5 separate regions of the Mus musculus genome follow, and regions 2, 3, 4 and 5 are each linked to region 1. A link is a contact called in public HiCAR-type and promoter capture Hi-C data. All regions are on one chromosome and are shown on one strand. Each heading gives the region's core, a stretch centred on a gene start, on an enhancer-like site or on the middle of the called end of the contact. The rest is flanking DNA. Distances are from core to core; before and after follow the strand shown.

Region 1 (3,783 bases), core at 547-3,046:
TGCTCGGCCCAGGGAGTAGCACCATTAGGAGGTGTGACCTTGTTGGAGTAGGTGTGTCACTGTGGGTGTGGGCTTAAGATCCTCATCCCAGCTGCCTGGGAGTTAGTCTTCCACTAGCAGCCTTCAGATGAAGATGTAGAACTCTCAGCTCTGCCTGCACCATGCCTGCCTAGATGCTGCCATACTCCCATCTTGATGATACTGGACCAAACCTCTGAACCTGTAAGCCAGCCCCAATCAAATGTTGTCCTTTATAATACTTGCCTTGGTCACAGTGTCTGTTCATAACAGTAAAACCCTAAGACTGTGGGCAAGATATATTTTGAAAGATTTCTAACTTTTAATTCAGTGTTTCTAAGCTTTGCTAAAGCTGCAACCCAGTTCCTCAGGTTGTCATAACCCCCAACCATAAAATGACCTTTTTTTGGGGGGGGGAGGGGGTTGAGACAGGGTTTCTCTGTATATCCCTGGCTGTCCTGGAACTCACTCTGTAGACCAGACTGGTCTCGAACTCAGAAATCCGCCTGCCTCTGCCTCTGGAGTGCTGGGATCAAAGGTGTGTGCCACCACTGCCCAGCTATAAAATGATTTTCATTGCTACTTTATCACTGTAATTTTGCTACTGTTATAAATAAAATGTAAATCTCTGTGTTTCCCAATAGTCTTTGTAAGACACCGAAGCTGGGCCGCCACTCAAGTCCCGGGATGAGCTGGCCAGCACCCCAGTGACCCGAGAGAAAACCACACCTGATGCAAACTGCAAGAGGTTTTATTATCAGTTAGCTGAGGACAAAGTCCCTCTGCCATGCAGGGCAGGGGAGTTTGACCCTGAGCAGTGACAGTAGGGGGCTTTTAACAGCTAGCTGAGGAATTGGGAGGAGTTGGGAGGAGAGTTGGGAGGAGTTGAGAAGAGTTGGGAGGAGTTGAGAAGAGTTGGGAGGAGTTGGAAGGAGTTGGGAGGAGAGTTCTTCTCTTCCAGGTGTCCTTGGTGAAATTTACAAGGCAGGAGTGAGGAGTGAGTTCTTTCTGAATTTTTATCTCCCGTGTCCTCGGCACAGGAAGGCAGGCATCTCTGGTTGTAAAGTATAGAAACAAAAAGGCTTTTTGCTGGCTATAGTGAACAAAGAGCTTCTTTCTGGCTGTATTTTTAGAGATCAGGGAAAACAAGCTTGGGGAACGTCCCAGGGGCTTTACCTTCCAGGGAGAAATGCTCTAAATCGGGGTCCCACATCTTAGGTGCTCCCTTCTATAGTTGCATCTGTCCCCCACCCACAGGTTAAGTTCCCTCTCTGCCTGCTTTGAGATCAATTGATCTCATTCTAGTTATGTCTTTATAATAAATATAGAATGGATTTAACTCTGACTTACATTCTTTCCAATACCTGGAAACCTAAGCTTTCTGAAATGAAAAATATTTCTTCAAAAGCTATGAAGCAGGTAGCAGAGCAGGATGGGGTGGGGTGGGGCTGTGGGCGGGCACACATGTAATTCCTGCAATTGGGAGAAGGAGTTCAGTTCAAGGTCAGCCTCAGCTATGTGGTTATTGCGACCAACCCCGACTCTATGAGACCCTACCTCCAAAAACAAAACTAAAAACGAGGCATTCGAGGATGAGATTAGGTTAAAGAAGGAGGGAGAGAAGGAGAGACAGAGATCTCTAAACAAAAACCCTCCAAGAGACTGAAGCTTCAAAGCTCCAAAGCTGGTCAATTCCACATCCGGGACTCCGGAGAGCCAGGCGGAGGCCCCGCCCACTTAGGTGGGGCCACGAGCAGTGGGAGGCGCCTACCCGAGCATGCGCAGTGCGGACCCGCGCCATGGCGGACGGTGGTCGTGTGGCCCAGGCTCGTGCGCTCCTGCAGCAGTGCCTGCACGCTCGCCTGCAAGTGCGCCCGGCCGATGGAGACGCCGCGGCGCAGTGGGTGGAGGTAACGCCCGGCCCTATCCGCGGAACCGTGCCGGTCTTCCTGTCATCTTTCGTGAGATGAAGAGCTTGTCCCTTTCCGTCTGCCCACTTTAGTGGGCTGCCTAGCTGTCTCTTTGGACTTGGCGTCTGGTGGTGGCCTGTGCCCCACTGGTTCGCTCTGCAGCTCTCAGCCTGCGGATGATCTTTCTGCCTTAGTATATTAAGTGTTGAGGTAACAGCGTGAGCCATCTCGCTTCTCAGAATTTTCAGGGAATCTCACCGCCAGTAGATCCTTAGATTCCATTATCCCGCAATGCGGGGCTGCTCACCACCACCTGTAACTCCAGCTCGGTCGGATCTGATGGCCTCCTCTAGGCGGGACAGACACCTGCCGTTGTACACAGACACACAAGTGCACATAGTTAAACAAAAATCTTTTCCCAGGTAATTCAAGTATGAGTGCAGAGCTAGCTATATTTACACAGAAAACCATTAGAACCAGAAAGATATAGCTGAACGTAATGTCGCTAACAGTTAAATTGAGTCTCAAACATGTATAAAGCTTTGGAAGTTAAAGCATGAAATATAACTGTGTGTCTGCCTTCCCATTTATTTTTATGTAGCATTTGATAAACACCTGGGTTGTATTTACTGTGAGCTCAGCGCTGTTTTAAGCAGTTTGCAGTTATTAATTCATTTAATCTTTGTGGTGGCTTCTGAATCAAGTGAGCCAAGGAAATTAACATACAATCGATTCCCTCAGTGGTAGCAACGAAGTCATTTATCACTTGTTTATTTTCTTGTAGACTGTCTTACAGGAACTAGTAAACAAATATTCAAGTCATTATGTAAAATGAGAAGGTGTATATTCCTGATAACAACCAACCTTTTCCTACAGAACTTATCATAAATGTAATTTTCAAAGCCCAATCATTGGGTTTTCTTCAGGCATTGACCACGGTAACAGAAAAAGCAACTGAACAGTTCCTGGAATTTGTAAAAATAAGACAAGACCCCATGTAGAAATACCACTCTGTTTAAATGACTTAGGGGAAAATACAAAGTAACATCAGAGGACACTACTAACACTGTTGCTTATTCAACAGCCCCATGTGGGAAAAGGAGGATCATTTGATGTTGAATAAATCAGCCTGTAACTTTCTGTGGGCCTGGCAGAATTTGGGGGAGGCTGTCTGAAAACTGCTGGCTCAGTAGAAATAAATGCAGGCATGGTTTGTAATCTTCACCCCTTTTGACTGTAAATAAGCATGGTGCTTAAGACTTGGCAAGGATTATTTTGTTTCTCATAATTTATTTAGAATTCAAGACTCTCCTTATTTCCTTAGCTTTTAACCCAAGTGCTTGTAGACACTGTGGAGCGCTTCCCACTGAGCTGTGTCTCTGTAGACTCCTTCCTAACCTGAGATTCCTGTGGTCATTTCTCACAGATTCGGAGAGGATTGGTGATCTATGTGTGTTTCTTCAAGGGAGCTGACACAGACCTTCTCCCCAAAATGGGTATGTGTTTTCTCCCCTCTCCCAGCGAGCGGGGCATGAGAGTGGGATGCTGAAACTCATTATGATGTGGAACAAGTAAAGGAGCAAAGAAAGAACTGCTCATGAGCAACGGAACCAAAATATCCAAAACCACACTGCGTTGGTCTCGGTGGGATTTTGTTTTGTTTTTAAGGGCTTGGGGTTGACCTTGTACATGTTAAGCAAGTGCTCTACACTGACCTACAACCTCAGCCAAGAAGCATAATTTATTGTTACTTTTTCCTCTTTGTTTTGCTGTAGCGCTATAGTGCTATGCATTGAAGCCAGGGCCTAGAGCATGATGGGAAAGTGCTCCACCACTGCACTGTATCCTAAGCTCT
Region 2 (3,783 bases), core at 363-2,862, 470 kb before region 1:
TGTGTGTGTGTGTGTGTATGTGTGTGTGTGTGTTCCTATGAGGGTCAGAAGAGTTTGTTAGATACCCTAGAACTAGAGATACAGGTAGTTATGAGTTGCCCAATATAGGTGTTTGTAAGCTTAGGTCCTCTGGAAGAACAGCAAGTGCTCTTAACCACACAGCCATCTTTCCAGCTTCACAAGCTTTTATTATAAACATCTATTTCTTCTAGATTTAAGAAAATATGAATTTTGAAAAAATTGCCAATCAGTGTATATATAAATTACTATATTATCTTCTTTAAGTACACACAACAAATCAAATACAACACATATAATAAGATAGCATATCATGACAAAGATTTATCCTAGGAATACTAGACTGGCTGAATACTGAAAAATCTATCGATAGATATGCTCATCTCAATATTTATGCACAATGCTTTCAGTAACCAATAAATGAATAAATGAATGAATAAATAAAATGTCTCTAGGCAATAAAGAGCACCTACACTAGACCTTGAGCTAGAATCATATTAAATGCTGAAAGAAAAGACTTTTTTCTCCCTATAAGCAAGAATATGATAAGGAAGTCTGTTCTCACCACTCCACTTAGCATCCTACTGAAGGTCTTAGCAAACACACAACAGTAGACAATAAAAATGCAGATGAATAGAAAATAAGTAAAATGTTCTCTGATTAAAGATAAATGGAGGGTAACAACAACATTAGTTATTAGGGTAATGCTTATTAAAACTATACTTACATACAGCTACATACTCATTACAGAAGTTTAAAGCACAGATAAAGTACTAGTTGGTGTGAGGAGCAATGGAACCCTGTTGGTTGTGGTGGAAAAAAATGTTGGTGGACCCACTGTTGGGGCTGGGACTAAGACCTTGGAGAGGGGCTGAAGATAAAGCCATGAATGTCAATTTTGACAACAAAGTAACTGTGTGTCAAAGTAACAACCCCAAAGTATGAAAGTTCTCTAGGTCCCTGATGTACATATAAAGAGTGAGCTGGCACACACGGATAAAAACAGAGAAAACTGGAACGGTGTATACCAACATATGAACATCAATCATCGCCTTAATGTGTATTTCAGCAGACTAAATCTGCTTCCCAGTCTCTTTCTGAGATTTTAAAATAATCCCGGATTAGCCTGTGTGGTGGTTTGAATAGGACCCATAGGGAGTGGCACTGTTGGGAGGTGTGGCCTTGTTGGAGGAAGTGCGTCACTGTAGGGGGTGGGCTTTCAGACCATCCTCCTAGCTGCTTTCAAGACAGTCTTCTATCTAAGACAGCCTGCATTGCTTTTGTTTTTTGTTTTTTGGTTTTTTTTTAGAAGAAAAGAAAGTCATTTTGTTTCTATCTGTTCATGTGAGTTCATAGACCTGGTCAAGAGTGCAAGTGCTTTTCAGAGGCCTCTAGATTCCAGACTTGCTCCACTCGTGGGTTCTCCCTCCCTTTATTCTCTGTAAGAGTTTCAGCAAGGCAGTCCTCACTTTAAAAGCTGGGTTGATTGACTAACGCCTACTCTGTTGTTTCTCTGGTCTAGTTCTGACTTAATAAGCCTGGCCCAAAGCTGACTGAACTGTTATTACAAGCCAGGAACTGTTAGGAGCTCTGCAGAATTTCTTTCACAATCCTAGAACTTTTGGATGATGCACCTTTCAGCTCTCAATTTAGAGATGATCACGGCCATCAACTAAAGTTGCGTAAATCCAGCATCCAGATTCCTAACCATCTTGGTGAAGCGAGCTGTTGGGAAACCTGGCATCTGAAAGAAAGCTGTCTTCTAAAGTCCTAAAGCTTGGCTTGCTGCTTGTTAGTTGTATAATATCAGAAACATTGATTAGCCTCCCTGAACCTGTTCTTACCTCTTTGCCTGTCATAGGGACTTTCAATTCACACCAAGGGGACTGCCTACCTGCTCAGTAACAGAACCAGGTTCTTCTTGCTTCTAGTTCACTGCTCTCTGATTCCCTCACCCAAGTATATCTTCCCTTCTCTTTTCATCTTCTCGTCCTCTATCCAATGAGACTCAGCCTAAGACTCAGGATCTAAAAGAATAGATGATCACTAATAATTCTACGGACATTTATTTTACCACCAGTTAAGATATATGGTTACTTACATTTTAATTATCCTTTGCTTTATTGGGTTTAGTTATTTGTTTCTCAAGACATGGTCTAACTCTGTAGCTCAGGCTAGTCTCAAATTGTGGCAATCTTCTTGCCCCAGCATCCCAAATTAGGAGAACTATAGGCATGTACCAACTTGCCATTTGATTATTTTTAAATGTAAGTGAATCGGATAAAATGAAGTTTAAAATGATGCTTTTCATTTGCACTAGCCATTTTCAGGGTTGGACAGCACCAACATAGACTGTATCGTTTACCTTCCAACGAATATGGAAGCCCAATAGTATCCAACAGTGACAGCATAGGAGAAACTCAGATTAGTACTGTTTTGCCTTGACGAGTCATTATTTGATGAGAAAAATAACATGAACCTAAGCTCTGAAATACTGATTAAACTATACATGCAATTGTAACTTTAGTTGCAAAAGATCAAATTTCTAAAGAGCCAGACCATTTCCACCTTTCAAAAAAGAGAAACAAAACAATTATTCTGCCAGTGATATCTTCAGGTGATGTCTTCTGTGACACATGCAATTACACAGGATCTTAGATGTGGAAATGCCTATGTGAACTACTCTCCTGCAAACCTTCCCTAAAATCATGCTCTAATAAGATGTCAGTGTGCCTGGCAAACATTGCCCAGCAACCTGCAGTATCGCAGTAGAGGTCAAATGAACTTGTTTACCTAATTGCAAAGGTGCTGAAGGTCAAGTGATTTAGCCAAGGTTACCTTGCAGCGTTACTACAGGATCCAAGCGTCCTTGGACACCTGAGCCTCTACATTAGCCCCTCTTCATGAAGTACTGAAGCTCAAACCCCTCCCATACCCTTAGGACATTTTATACCCACTAATGATACCACTTATTCTGAGTGCCTACAATTTGAAAGCTCTCTGCAAAAGTGGAAGCGGAGGCCAATGAAACCCCCCTAACTCTGTCACATAAACAGCTCTGGGCCACTTGAGTTGCTGCAGACAGGAAAGGACTCACACACAGTAAAACCAGGCCAGGCTTCTACCATTCCACTAACTCTGCTGCAGGCAAGCATATTGCTAAGCAATTGCATAAAATTGGTAAATCTGCATTACTACCCCCATCCCCACCATATGCTAAGAGGTTTCTCCAAATGATAACACACACAAAAATCCATATCTCAGACAGGAGGGAGCTAGGAGGGTGGCTTCGGGGATATGAGGATTGAGATGCTCATACAAGATAAATTGCTTTTTGATAATTAGATTTGAGGCAATTTTTTTCCTCTTCTGACTCCATTGTTTAGTATAATTCAGAAAGGACTTAAAATTCCAAGGAGACAAATGTCTTCTCGACGTGCTCAATCTCTTTACAATTATATCCGAGATAACTCAACGAGAAATTTCGTGAAATGTATTTGATGGGCTTATTTGCCAAATATTTTCAATATTAAAGTGGTTCATTTTTTTCAACCAAACTATAATAAAGACTTGATGAAGAAAGTTAATCCAGAGCATGTCATAATTAACATTCTAAAAGAAAGAAGGGGGCATAGATGCGCATTGCAACAAATGCAACTAGCAAAATGTACCTGATTCCATGTTTTAAGGATTCCCAGATAGATCCTGAAATCATAGTATAAATAATCAGTCCCAATTATTAAAACAGAAATTTAACAAGGCACA
Region 3 (3,783 bases), core at 717-3,216, 430 kb before region 1:
CCCCAGGCTTAGGGATCAATGTGGCAATTCTGTCCCCAGTATGGCATTTTAATGGCTCATGGGACTCTGTCTTCATCACCCCCTTTCCACAGTCCCACACTGTTGGTATTCTTGAGGCCCTGCTGAGGCTTTCAGAAGTGTTTGTGAGTCCTCTGGGACTGCGTTCATTGTGACAAGGCTTCCTTGTGTACCCTGTCCTGATATGCCCGCCCCTCCAGGCTTATAATACCTCGACTCCAATGCTCTGCTGTAGGTAGTGCCTGAGTCACCGTGCAAAGCGCTGTACTGAAGGAAGTGGTGCCTTCCTGGAGTTGTGCTCTTTAGGGGAGAAGACTTGTTCTGCGGGGGAGTTGCTTGGGCTCTGCGTGTTGCAGTGTTGGTGGTACTGTTTTTCCAGGCTTATTTATTCTTCTCTCTAGGGCTAGCATAAGACACCAAGATAATTGGGCCAGGATGGGTTCAAATAACAGCCTCTGTGCTGAACCAAGGCTCATTACTCCTTTTGATCCTTAAGGCCTGTTGCTAAGCCCAGCTTGCTATGCCAGAATTATTCTTCCCTTAAGAATAAATTTTCTCCCAGGGACCGCATAGCTCTTGCAGTTTTGTATTGGAGAGATATTTCTCCCTCAAATCTCTTTCTCCCAGTTTCCTAGAAGACTTGGTATAAATTTCTTGTGCAAAGGTTGCTGAGATGCCTGTCAACCAGAACTACTGAGGACTGGGGTTGCTGCTACCACAGTACCCCACTGACAGATTACAGCCATTCCTGATTATCGGTTCTCATCCAGCCTAGGAAAGGAAAATTGAGAAGCCCCTATGACCACCACCACAGACACACACCAGGTTAGTGACTTAAAGGCTAATGTTGAAGGCACTAAAGAAAAGAAAATAACCCTCTTGCATAATGTTTCCAATACTTTTATCCACACATTTTCCTCATTGTGATGATTCTGATGATCAAATTCTAACTGGCTTCTTAGGTACCCCTCAAGTTAAAGTATCTGGGCTTTTGCAATACACAGAGACCAGAAAGCTGATAATAAATATCCCTGGGGAATCAGAGATGCAAACATGAACATCTACCCTAACACATTCCAAACTTTGGGCTCCAGTCATCACCCCCAGTCCCTGCATCTCAGGACATGGAATGCAATGGATGGGCCTACCACAAAGGGAGAGCTTAGCATCCTCTCCAAAGCTCTTATGGATCACACACCTTGTCTTTTCAGACTTTTGGTAGAAATTCTGCTTTACAATGTCACTGCCCCCCTGGACAGAGGATATGGGATATTATTTTAGCCATGATTCAAGTTAGCCATTGCAAACTTGGCTGAAATAAGGAAGGGTTGCTACGTCAGGTATGCCCAGCCTAGACTAGCAGCCTTCCACTGAAGAAGTCATACAAAGGCTCACTTTGATATGCATGTGCAGGTCAGTTCCTGGGACAGGTTCCAACATGCTGCTCATGTTGATTTACTGGGCTGTCATCTTGTGTGGGTTTCTTAAGTGCAGTGGTCTTAATTGTTACTATCTTTAGACCACACGGAGGGCACAGATGGTACTAAACACGCTTGTTAAATACCTGTGTGACCAAATTACTCTTAGAAATCATGGTCTGAATTCGGTGGCACAGCTAGGATGTGTGTGTTTTCCTAGGGCAGTAGAACAGTTTTCATGGTAGGAAACGTTTTTTGAAAGAACTGATGTGTAACTCACTGACATTGATGGATATGAACTAACATGGGTCAGAAGTCTAGTGTCCAAAGACAGTTAAAGGATATAGTGTATTCATTCTCTTTGACATTTCACCTGTACATACTTATATGCCTTAGTAAGTTGTCTTAGTAAAGCTGATGGGAATTCTCCATATTAAAAAAAAATCGGCCCAAATAAATGCACTGAGTCACCCAAGGTCACACATTAGCTAGTAGCAGATCCTGGATGAGAGCCCAGATGTCTAAACTCCTGCTAGGCATTTCTGCTTGTCCTTCTTGTTTCATAACCAGGCTTTCTCCTTAGCTGTGTTTTTGCTACCATACCATATGAATGCCTCCTTCTTTTGGTCCTGAAGTCTACTATGTCAGAGGCAAGCCAGTTTCATTCCTTGAGAAAGTCATCTGAATACTGTATTTGTATCACTGGATTGCTGTCACTCTTGGGCTCAGTGACATTTCTAATGAGCCAGTGGATATATTGCTGTCTGAACGATTTCCAAGTCAGCAGCTACCTCTCCACTGCCTCACTATGCTAATTTAAAAGGGAGCAGTATTACTGAGTCTCTCTTCTCTTTGCCCTTGCTCTGTCCCTCCGTCGCCTCTCGCCCCTCTATCTGAATCCATGCAGCCCTGGATGGCCTTGAACTCCTGGCAGCCCTCATGCTTCAGCCCTCTGAGTGCTAGGATCACAGGTGTGAGCCCACCATTCTTGGCTTCTCTCCTCTCCCTGTTGCCTTCCTCCTTTCTTTTCTCCCACCCCTGGATTTTTTGTTGTTGTATTCAAAGGGCTGGAAAGGAGCCTGAGAAGCCATGTAGCTCCTTCTCCTCACACATGGCCACAGCCTTACTGCTAGCAAAGTTAGCTGTTGGCACAGAGGAGTCCTCTCTCAGGAGTGCCTTTAGATGCCTGAGCCCCAAGAACAGACAGCATACGTAAGCACAGCGTGGGTATATAAGGGCCCCATGAGGAACCCCAGTCCTGGAGCCCAGGGAAGGCAGTGCAGATGGAGAAGGCTGGCAAGCTGACCAGCAGCCACATTTTTAACGCCCAGTGTTAAGTGCTTACGTGTGGGATCTTTATCTAGGAGCTTTTCCTAGAAAACACTTTCCCATCAGAACCAGGCTTCTAAAGGAACGCACAGACTAATCACTCCATCTTCTCCAGAAGTACTTCCTATCCTAACCATTCATACAAAAGGCTTCTCCCTGAACACAGAATAGGTCAACTCTAGTAGAGAGTTACAGTCTATATCACTGTTGGACCTTAGCTTTCTCTAGGCCCAGTCATTACCCCAAGAGGATCAGCTACCCCCTCACCATCAGCTACCACTGCAAAATCATCCAGTAGACCTAAAAGGAGAGCATCCTATGTGCTGAGCTCTAGAAGATAAAGGCATAAACTCTTGTACTTGGGAGACTATGACCAAGTAGGGAATGTTATTATTGATGATAATAGAAATGGCTATACCCTTTACTAAATAATTTTATCTCTCAGCAATACTAGAGCATTATCATTATTCACAAAGAAGCTGAAGCTTCTGTGTGGCCCAAGGTCACACAGATGATTAGTGATAGAACACATGTCCTTTCTCCAAAGATCACAGGCCAAATGTTGTGTGACAAAGCATTTCCTGAGGAGATGCAGCACATACTTCTACTCATCCCAGATAAGGAACTCATGACAGACCAAAGTACAGATACCACTAACATCCAACTTGGGGAACCAGTGAGTTTTATTCATCTCACTTACTGGAGTATAGGTGAGGGGTTACTTACTGGAGAAGAAATGACTCAAAGCCAGATGTATCACCAAGGCCCATCCAAGCATGGATAAACACTCATAAAAGCTAGGAAGCTGGAGCTCGCCACACAGTCTGCGGGTGGGTCAACAGGTTGGAGAGTGTCCTTTTCAGGTGCCTCAGTTGGTCTAACCTTCCTCCAGGCATCTAGGCTGGTCTCAGAGTCTTCTTTGCAGCTTGTCTTGTCTGAGTGACACTGAGAAACTTGGCTTGTTTACCCTTGGGAAGGAGCACAGTGTTTTCCTGAAAAAGACACAGGTGAAAGGCTA
Region 4 (3,783 bases), core at 894-3,393, 410 kb before region 1:
ACTTAGTATTTATTTATCCATTCTGTTTCTACTGTTTGTTCTTGCTAGAATTTAAGCTCCAGCAGAGCAAAAAACCTTTGTCTTTTTTGGTAGTGGTGTACGCCCAGCATCTGAAATTCCCTCTGGTAGATAATAAAGACTGCTGTCTGAATCAATGATCTGCTAGTTTATAATACAGTAATCTTCCCCAGTCCCAGAATCTGCCACTCATTGAGTCTTTGGGAATTTCATTACCTCCTTGAAGCCCTTGTGCCTCTCTATCCTTGACTCTATAATAAAATTCAGGGTAGGGGGAAGAACTGAACTTTCTCAATTAAAAAAATATGAAAACATCTAAACCACCCCAACTTCATCTGTTGCTTGGGTTTGAAGTGGCCAGCTCCTCCCTGTTCACTGAAGAAAGGTAAACTGATTCTGGAAGATTAAAATTCCTCTTTCTTCTTCTTCTTCTTCTTCTTCTTCTTCTTCTTCTTCTTCTTCTTCTTCTTCTTCTTCTTCTTCTTCTTCTTCTTCTTCTTCTTCCTCCTCCTCCTCCTCCTCCTCCTCCTCTTCCTCTTCCTCATCCCTTTATCCTCCTCCTCCTTCCTCTTCCTCTTCCTTCTCCTCTTCTTCTTAACATTAATGTCACCATCTATAAAGCTAGAGCAAAATAATAGAGGAAAGACATCCATCTCTCATAAAAGATCTGGCTGGAAAAAGTTAGAAATGTTGGTGTGGATGAGAGCTAGTGTCTGTGTGCTGAGTTCTTTTAGTTACTTGGGATACTGGGCAGGTTGTACCATCATCACCTGCATTCCCTCAGGTTCTGTATTCTGCCAAAAAAAAAAAAACAAAACGCAATCATGTCACTCAGACCATCCCTCACCTGAAGACCCCTGCTTTCTTAGTTGTCTTAGTCAGGGTTTCTATTCATGCACAAACATCATGACCAAGATGCAAGTTGGGGAGGAAAGGATTTATTCAGCTTACACTTTCTACATTGCTGTTGATCACTAATGGAAGTCAGGACTGGAACTCAAGCAGGTCAGGAAGCAGGAGCTGATGCAGAGGCCATGGAGGGATGTTCCTTACTGGCTTGCTCCCCCTGGCTTGCTCAGCTTGCTCTCTTATAGAAGCCAAGACTACCAGCCCAGGGATGGCACCACCCACAAGGGACCCTCCCCGCTTGATCACTAGTTGAGAAAATGTCTTACAACTGGATTTCATGGAGGCATTTCCTTACCTGAAGCTCCTTTCTCTGTGATAACCCCAGCCTGTGTCAAGTTTACACATAAAACCAGCCAGTACACTAGTTGTCAAGTAGTCACACACAACATGCCATGGTCTATGTTCCACGAGAGCTAGCTCTGCTCAGTCATAAAGGGTAAGTATATATGAATTGCCAGTAATGATGAATAACTGCGTGGTACGTTTTATAATACTTGCTTTACTGAGATGAGTTTTACGTATAAAGGTAATGGCAGCAAAGCCTACTTCTACCCTTTAAAAGCCCTAGAATCCTCAACAGTGAGCAGGGAAATGCCTAAGGAATTCGTGAGGGGAGGCCTTCAGAAGACATAGCCAGAACATTCTTGGAACTTCTCTCTGGACCTGGCAGTAAGGTTTCCAAGCACAAACAAAGAGTCTCTCTTCAGAGTATTCTCCTCCTCAGGTCGATTTCTAAAGTGTGTGTGTGTGTGTGTGTGTGTGTGTGTGTGTGTGTGTGTGTATGTGTGTGTGTATGTGTGTGTGGCATCTCATAGGAGAGTGAAAAATGACTGTATTTCCTGTCCCTTCTTTCAAACCTGTAGGATCCATTTCCTGGTATGGAGCAGTTGGCTACAGTATTTTTCTACCAGTCAGTTTTCAAAGGGGAAATTCCCTTTACATTTTAAAAAAAGAAGCCGAGCTCTTGTTTGTCCACGTCTCTGTCCCTGTCTAGTCAGAATGATGTAGAAATAAAATAAATGAAACCTCTGTGACTTACAGTGACCTCCGGGCAGTGCCGCCTTCCCCCCTGGGCCAGTGAGTCTGTTTGCACAGCTGATTTGAGATGAAGAGTGGGGTGGTGTGAACAAGCCGTACCCTCTGCCCTGATGAATATTCTCTGAGCTGAGTCTGACCGCCCTCGAAATTCTTCACAGATTCAAGAGGGAAGGCATTAGGCTTCTAACCGGCCTGGATCGGGTTTCCATAGTAGCTTGGTCAGACAACAGACCTTTTCCCAAGAGTTAGGCAGAGCTTGTCAATAATGCTGGTGGGGAAAACAAAGCCAACAATGGGGGCTTGTTTGGTTTCCGCTGAGTCATGAAAATCATGTGCTAAGACCATCTTTGGAGAAAGACCTGATTGGTAAAACAACAGCCACTCAAACTTGGAAAGAGTTTCTGAAAGGAAATGTTAGTCCCTGAATTCTGAAAAGCATTCAAGGCAGTGAGAGGTTCAGGGGGAAGGAAAGAGTGTGATGCTATTCTTCTCAATCTCGTAAACCAGGTTAAAAACGAACTCATTATCGTGATTTATAGCAGGGACTCGTTCTTTTAAGTCCCAATGGGCTATCTGTCTGGCATCATGGTCCAGTCTGTATGATTCATTTTTTTTTTAAAAAGCCAGTCTGGGCAGACCATTAAAAAGTAGAACAATTAATTACTTTTATGATACGTGCTTGCCTCCTTGCCCCTAGCTTTTGCTTTCATGGCAAGCATTAGCACCGGTGCAGCAAAGCCTGATATTTCTGCCCCACCATGTCTGACGCTCTCTGCCCATAAGCACAGACCACGCACGCAGAACCTGCAAAACCGCAGCCTCTATTCCACTGATATTTCCTATCAACACTTAACACTATTCGAGTCTGGTGTGGACAACACTCCCTGTCTTCTACGCTAGGATCCAGGCACAGCAAGAGATTGTTCAGCCTCAGCTGTCCTGCCATTAGACCAAATGCCACCATTCACACCACCCCCACCCCCACTCAATGAGAAAGCATTGCTGAGGACAAGGCTGGCTTCTGTGGGGCTTTCTCAGGAGGTCAGTGAGGGGGAGTGTGGCTACAGGGTGGGTGAGGAGCTTGTGAGAGCCTCCTGACTCCACCTCCCTTCAAAGGAAGGCCAGGTGCTAAGTTACAGCCAGGCCGGCTTTCATTTCTTCACCAACTTCTTGCCTCGGGATTTACTTCACAATCACAGAAAGAGTGGGAGATTGCTTCTCTCTTCAGAAGTCCTATTGTTGACTATGATTATTATGGCAACAATCGCTGGGTGGATTTTCATTCTTTGATGTTTTGCCACAACGAAGAAATCAAATCCTCTTATGAGTATGATCTCATTAGTTTCTGTAATGATATTTTTGAGAAGAAGTAAGGGCTAAGACCTTCAATACTGTCTACGGATTGGAGAAATGAAGCAAGAGGCTGGGAGGCCGCAAAGGAATTAGTCAAACTAGAATTAAGAGCCAGTGTTGTGGTCCTCATTTAGTGCTGCAGTGACCCTAACATGGTTGTACCCCTGAGAACCCCTGCATGGGGGGCGTGCAGAGGATCAGCTAGGGACATGGGGAAGTATAACTGATTCCATGGGTTTTTAACAGCATGCGTTTGTAAGTTTTAACTGCATCTCTTTGCCTTGCCTAATATACAAACCTGAGGCAGTCAGCATCCTATGGTTGTGACAAAATGCCCAAGAAAGGTAACTTAGATACAGAGAGATTTAGCTTCCTTGTATTTTCAGAGGTCTTAGTGGGGTCACTTGGGCCTGTGGGCAAGTAGGATTTTATGGTGGAAGGATTTCAGTCGAAGCAAACTGCTTA
Region 5 (3,783 bases), core at 844-3,343, 310 kb before region 1:
GTGTTTTCCCACCTCAATTAGCCTAGTTTAGATAATCTACAATAGGTATGTCCAAAGATTTGTGTGCATGATACTTTTAAATCCTATAAAGTTATAATCATGACTAACAACATCACAGAGCTAGAAATGAGACCGACACATCACTAACATGCAGACTAGACTGCCTCAGCCATTCCATGTGTGATCCCCTTTCACCGAATAGATTTGTATGTGACCCTGGGTATACAGGCTAAAATAAAAAGTACTCAGACATTTACTGAGAACACATAATAAACAAGTTTTTAAAACAATTCTTTGCTATACATATAATTTTACCATTTAAAGATTTTTAAGGTAAATTTACATATGAATGAGGTGGTGGCTGTATTCATCTATTTTTATAAGAATTATTGGCTGAATATCTGATACTTTGGGACATAGGGCATTGTCTTAGTCACTGCTCTACTGGTGTGAAGATATATCATGACCAAAGCATCTTACAAAAGAAAGCACTTCATCAAGGGCTTGCTTACAGTTGTGGAAGGTTAGTTCATGGCCATCAGGGTGGGAGCATTACAGCAGGCAGGCATGGTGCTGAAGCAATGCTGAGAGCTTACATCTTGAGGCAGCAATAATGAGATAGAGAGGCAGAGATAATGGCAAAGGTTTTGGAAACCTCAAGTTTACCCTAAGTGACACACCTCCTCCAAAAAGGCCACATGTAACCCTTCCCAGAGGGTTTCACCAACTGAGAAACAAGCGTTCAAAAATGACTGTAAGAGTCTCTCATTCAAACCACCATACGCATCTTCAACATTTTTCAGAGTTGATTAATATCTGATTTATAATTGTCAGGGCTAAGGACGACACAGGACACAAGTATGTGGTACAAATTGCATGTGTGTGTTGCGATCCCTTTCAGAAACCACTGGAAATTCTGTCTTAATCTCAAGCCAAAATTCATTCAACTTTTTAAAAATGAAACTTGTCAGCAACTCAAATAGAAATTAAAAAAAATCATTCTAATACGATGTAATCCAAAGAAATAATAACTTGATTCATGCTGAGGAATGATAATGAAGTCTTTGCTCTTTATAAATATTAATGTTTAAGACCAGAAACCTTTGTATGTATAGTAAAATCACTTTAATTTCAGCATATAGCAGTCCAGAATCTGGGCATGATGTTTTGTGCAGCGTATTCTGGCTCTGTGTGGGCAGTGGCATATGCAATGCAAAGTGCACACACCATTCAGAACCAAGACTGCAGTGCAGCACAGGCAAACACGGCTCGAGATGCTCAGGGGTTCGCTACCTACTTGATTTTGAATTAATTTCTGGTCATTGTATGTTCAGGAATCTGTTACCAATTGCCAATGTTTCGCAATACTCACAGTTAGTTATGTGGCCCCATGTGGGGTCATGACCCACGGTTTTTAAGGAGCTGGGTATCTGAGTTCAACAAAGCTTTCAAGCTCTTCTAGGAAACTGAAACTGGTGACTGGGCTTAAATGTTGTTTAAATTAGGAAAATGTTTGAAGTTCTGTGGTCACTATATGCTAAGGAAAAAAATTCTAAGGCAGAGTCTCACTCTGAAGCCTACTGGCCTGGAATGTGCTAGGTAGCCCAGACTAGACTCAAACTTGTGGCAATCTCCTACCTCACCTTTCAAAATACTGAGATTATAGACATAAACCATGAAGCCTTGGTACTGTCTGGAAACTTTAGTCCAAATAATTAAAAAAGCAATAAATGTGAAAATAAGTTGTTGCTCCACATCACACACACTCAAAATAAAATAAATTTCCAGAGACTCTTCTATTTCTACATTGCTGAGGATATTTTTTATATTGTAAATGAAGATTCTTCATCATATGTTTTGGTGATATCTACTGAGATAAACATGGTCTTTTATTTAATTTAATTTGCTGTTTGCATGGATTGGCTTTCAACTATTGGCTAACCTTCTATTCCCATTTAAAAAAAAATGAAAGAAACTCTCGTTTATTGTCTTGGTTTCTTTTCCTGTTGCTGTGATGATAGAGTAACTTGGGGACAAAGGGGTTATTTGGCTCCCGTTCAGGGGAACCAGTCATCGTGCTGAAAGAGTCAAGGTTCAGAAGTGTGAAAAGCCGGTCACAGTGCACCACAGTCGAGGCACAGAGAGCCATAAATGCGTGCTGCTATTCGTGCGGCTTCGCTTTCCTCCTCCATAGGCCAGGAGCCCAGACTGAGAATGGCATACCCACAGGGGGCTGCCTTCCCACTTCAATTAAATGAATGAAGATACTCTCTCACAGGCAGGCCTAGAGGCCGATCTCCCAACTAGATCCTAGTTGAAAATTAATATTAACCATTACTGTCATATGCCTCTATTTGGAGAAGAGATTCCCCTCTGGAATCAACTAAAGATTTTTGCTAAGGTTTATTACAGTTGTTATACTTACTCATCACATTATCATTATTAATTTTTTTATAATGCGTGTACTGGAGGAGAGATTCCACAGTGTAGAGGTGAAAGGTAACTCTGTGGTGTCCGTCCTTTATTTGGGGTCCAGGGATTGAACCCTGGTTGTTAGGCTAGTGAGGCAAGGACTTTACCAGCTGAGCCATCTTTCTGGCCCTGTCCTGTCTACAGAATTTGTGTGTATTAATGAGAAGTATTTGGCTGAATCTGTCTGTGACAGGCTTGAGTGTCAGGTCAATGACAGCTTCATAAACGAGCTAGGATCTGCTCTCTTATCTGCTGTCTGAATCGTTTGTCTAGAACTAGCCCTGTTTTTTCCTTTACTGTTGGGAAGGCTTGCCAGTGAAGGCATCTAGGCCTGAAGTTTGAAGTTGTACTTCTGTAGCTTACACTGGTCAGGTTATTTATTTCTGGAAAGTGCTTTGATCACTTCTTTCACGGTATGGATAGTTCACCAAGTTGCTAGATTTACGGGTGTAAAATTGCTAACAGTTCCTAATGTGTTTTTAATTAACTGTAGGACTTTGGCACCGCCTCACTCGTTCCTGATTGGATGATTTTTGTCCTCTCTTTTCTGATTGGGTGATTTTTGTCCTCTCTCTTCTTAATAAATCTGACTACAGCTTATTGATTTTGTTCATATTTTCAAAATGCCAGCATTTGATCTCAGTATTTCCCCTATAGCTTCTCCTCTCCATTTCACCCCCTCCCCCCCGCCCCGCTTTGGGCTTAATTTGCACTGTCTCTAGGTCACTAAGATAGAAGCTCACTTCCTTGATACATCTGTCTTCCTTTCAAATATAAAGAGTATCATAAATTTCCCTCTGCACCTCACGAAGGTGGATCATGTCTAGTCAGTTCAGCATGCTTTATGAATACGTCTTTCTTCCTTTTGACTCCTGGGGAATTTGGAATTGAGAACAGAATTGTGCTATAGGAGGTTATTCTCCACCGTGATAAGTGTTCGGCTTGTGTAAGAACATAACGCGCATTTTGCTGTTTGGGACCAGAGTGGCCCGTAAGTGCTGAGTTAGTGACTCAGCTCTTTAATGCTCACTGGTGACTTGTTCTTCTCCATTGATGATGGTAAGATGAGAACTGAAATCCTCAACTAGGCAGTTGTGAATCTATTTATCATTAGCTTACCAGACCATGTTTTCTGCATTTGAAGACTGTTTAGAATCATACTATCTTCTCTGCTATAGCACCTTTATTATTACAGAGTGCCTTTCTCCATCCCTAGAAACACTCTTCGCCCCGAAATCTAGGGTATCTAACTATACTACAGTCACTTCATTTGTCTTTTGATGTCTATGCAGTTTAACTTGTTCACTCTTT

Evidence for each region. Promoter capture Hi-C pulls out the DNA fragments that hold promoters and counts their contacts. HiCAR-type assays count read pairs that join an accessible place to other places.
Region 2: a contact with region 1 is called in a promoter capture Hi-C map of liver. The contact joins the enhancer-like site here to the promoter of Dtd2 in region 1. A contact is called at or near these places in 5 of 39 promoter capture datasets (the 3T3-L1 cell line, cranial neural crest, liver and 2 more), 4 of 484 Hi-C or Micro-C datasets (bone marrow-derived macrophages, cerebellum and liver), 8 of 115 datasets of contacts at active chromatin or transcription factors (bone marrow-derived macrophages, embryonic basal ganglia, embryonic hindbrain and 3 more) and 1 of 9 other capture datasets (pancreatic islet).
Region 3: a contact with region 1 is called in a HiCAR-type map of kidney, with 3 times the contacts expected there. The contact joins the enhancer-like site here to the promoter of Dtd2 in region 1. A contact is called at or near these places in 2 of 39 promoter capture datasets (the 3T3-L1 cell line and liver), 2 of 484 Hi-C or Micro-C datasets (liver and nephron progenitors), 4 of 115 datasets of contacts at active chromatin or transcription factors (embryonic stem cells, kidney and stem cell-derived neural progenitor cells) and 1 of 9 other capture datasets (embryonic stem cells).
Region 4: a contact with region 1 is called in a HiCAR-type map of astrocytes, with 2.7 times the contacts expected there. The contact joins the enhancer-like site here to the promoter of Dtd2 in region 1. A contact is called at or near these places in 7 of 39 promoter capture datasets (the 3T3-L1 cell line, 3T3-L1-derived adipocytes, embryonic stem cells and 2 more), 3 of 484 Hi-C or Micro-C datasets (the C2C12 cell line and embryonic stem cells) and 6 of 115 datasets of contacts at active chromatin or transcription factors (astrocytes, embryonic forebrain, embryonic limb bud and 2 more).
Region 5: a promoter capture Hi-C map of liver shows a contact between it and region 1, with 2.2 times the contacts expected there. The contact joins the enhancer-like site here to the promoter of Dtd2 in region 1. A contact is called at or near these places in 4 of 39 promoter capture datasets (embryonic stem cells, liver, neutrophils and 1 more), 1 of 484 Hi-C or Micro-C datasets (liver), 4 of 115 datasets of contacts at active chromatin or transcription factors (embryonic stem cells and stem cell-derived neural progenitor cells) and 1 of 9 other capture datasets (embryonic stem cells).

What each region holds. Positions count from the first base shown.
Region 1 is chr12:52,004,520-52,008,302 of GRCm38.p6, reverse strand. It overlaps Dtd2 (D-tyrosyl-tRNA deacylase 2), which reads left to right and starts at 1,796. Exons shown (of 3, transcript NM_029545.3): 1 at 1,796-1,928; 2 at 3,355-3,424. The coding sequence starts at 1,818.
Region 2 is chr12:52,469,705-52,473,487 of GRCm38.p6, reverse strand. No RefSeq gene overlaps it. Among named protein-coding and RNA genes, the nearest start is that of Gm35135, 9.0 kb to the left of the region's middle. Within about 2 kb of position 1,612, at least 6 of the 459 cell types and tissues checked have an H3K27ac peak or open chromatin away from gene starts, as enhancers often do. A contact at or near this core is called in liver, where this site is marked.
Region 3 is chr12:52,437,609-52,441,391 of GRCm38.p6, reverse strand. No RefSeq gene overlaps it. Among named protein-coding and RNA genes, the nearest start is that of Gm35071, 6.9 kb to the left of the region's middle. Within about 2 kb of position 1,966, at least 26 of the 459 cell types and tissues checked have an H3K27ac peak or open chromatin away from gene starts, as enhancers often do. A contact at or near this core is called in kidney, where this site is marked.
Region 4 is chr12:52,411,596-52,415,378 of GRCm38.p6, reverse strand. No RefSeq gene overlaps it. Among named protein-coding and RNA genes, the nearest start is that of Gm35071, 33 kb to the left of the region's middle. Within about 2 kb of position 2,143, at least 67 of the 459 cell types and tissues checked have an H3K27ac peak or open chromatin away from gene starts, as enhancers often do. A contact at or near this core is called in astrocytes, embryonic forebrain, embryonic limb bud and 2 more, where this site is marked.
Region 5 is chr12:52,316,926-52,320,708 of GRCm38.p6, reverse strand. No RefSeq gene overlaps it. Among named protein-coding and RNA genes, the nearest start is that of Gm40423, 43 kb to the left of the region's middle. Within about 2 kb of position 2,093, at least 8 of the 459 cell types and tissues checked have an H3K27ac peak or open chromatin away from gene starts, as enhancers often do. A contact at or near this core is called in liver, where this site is marked.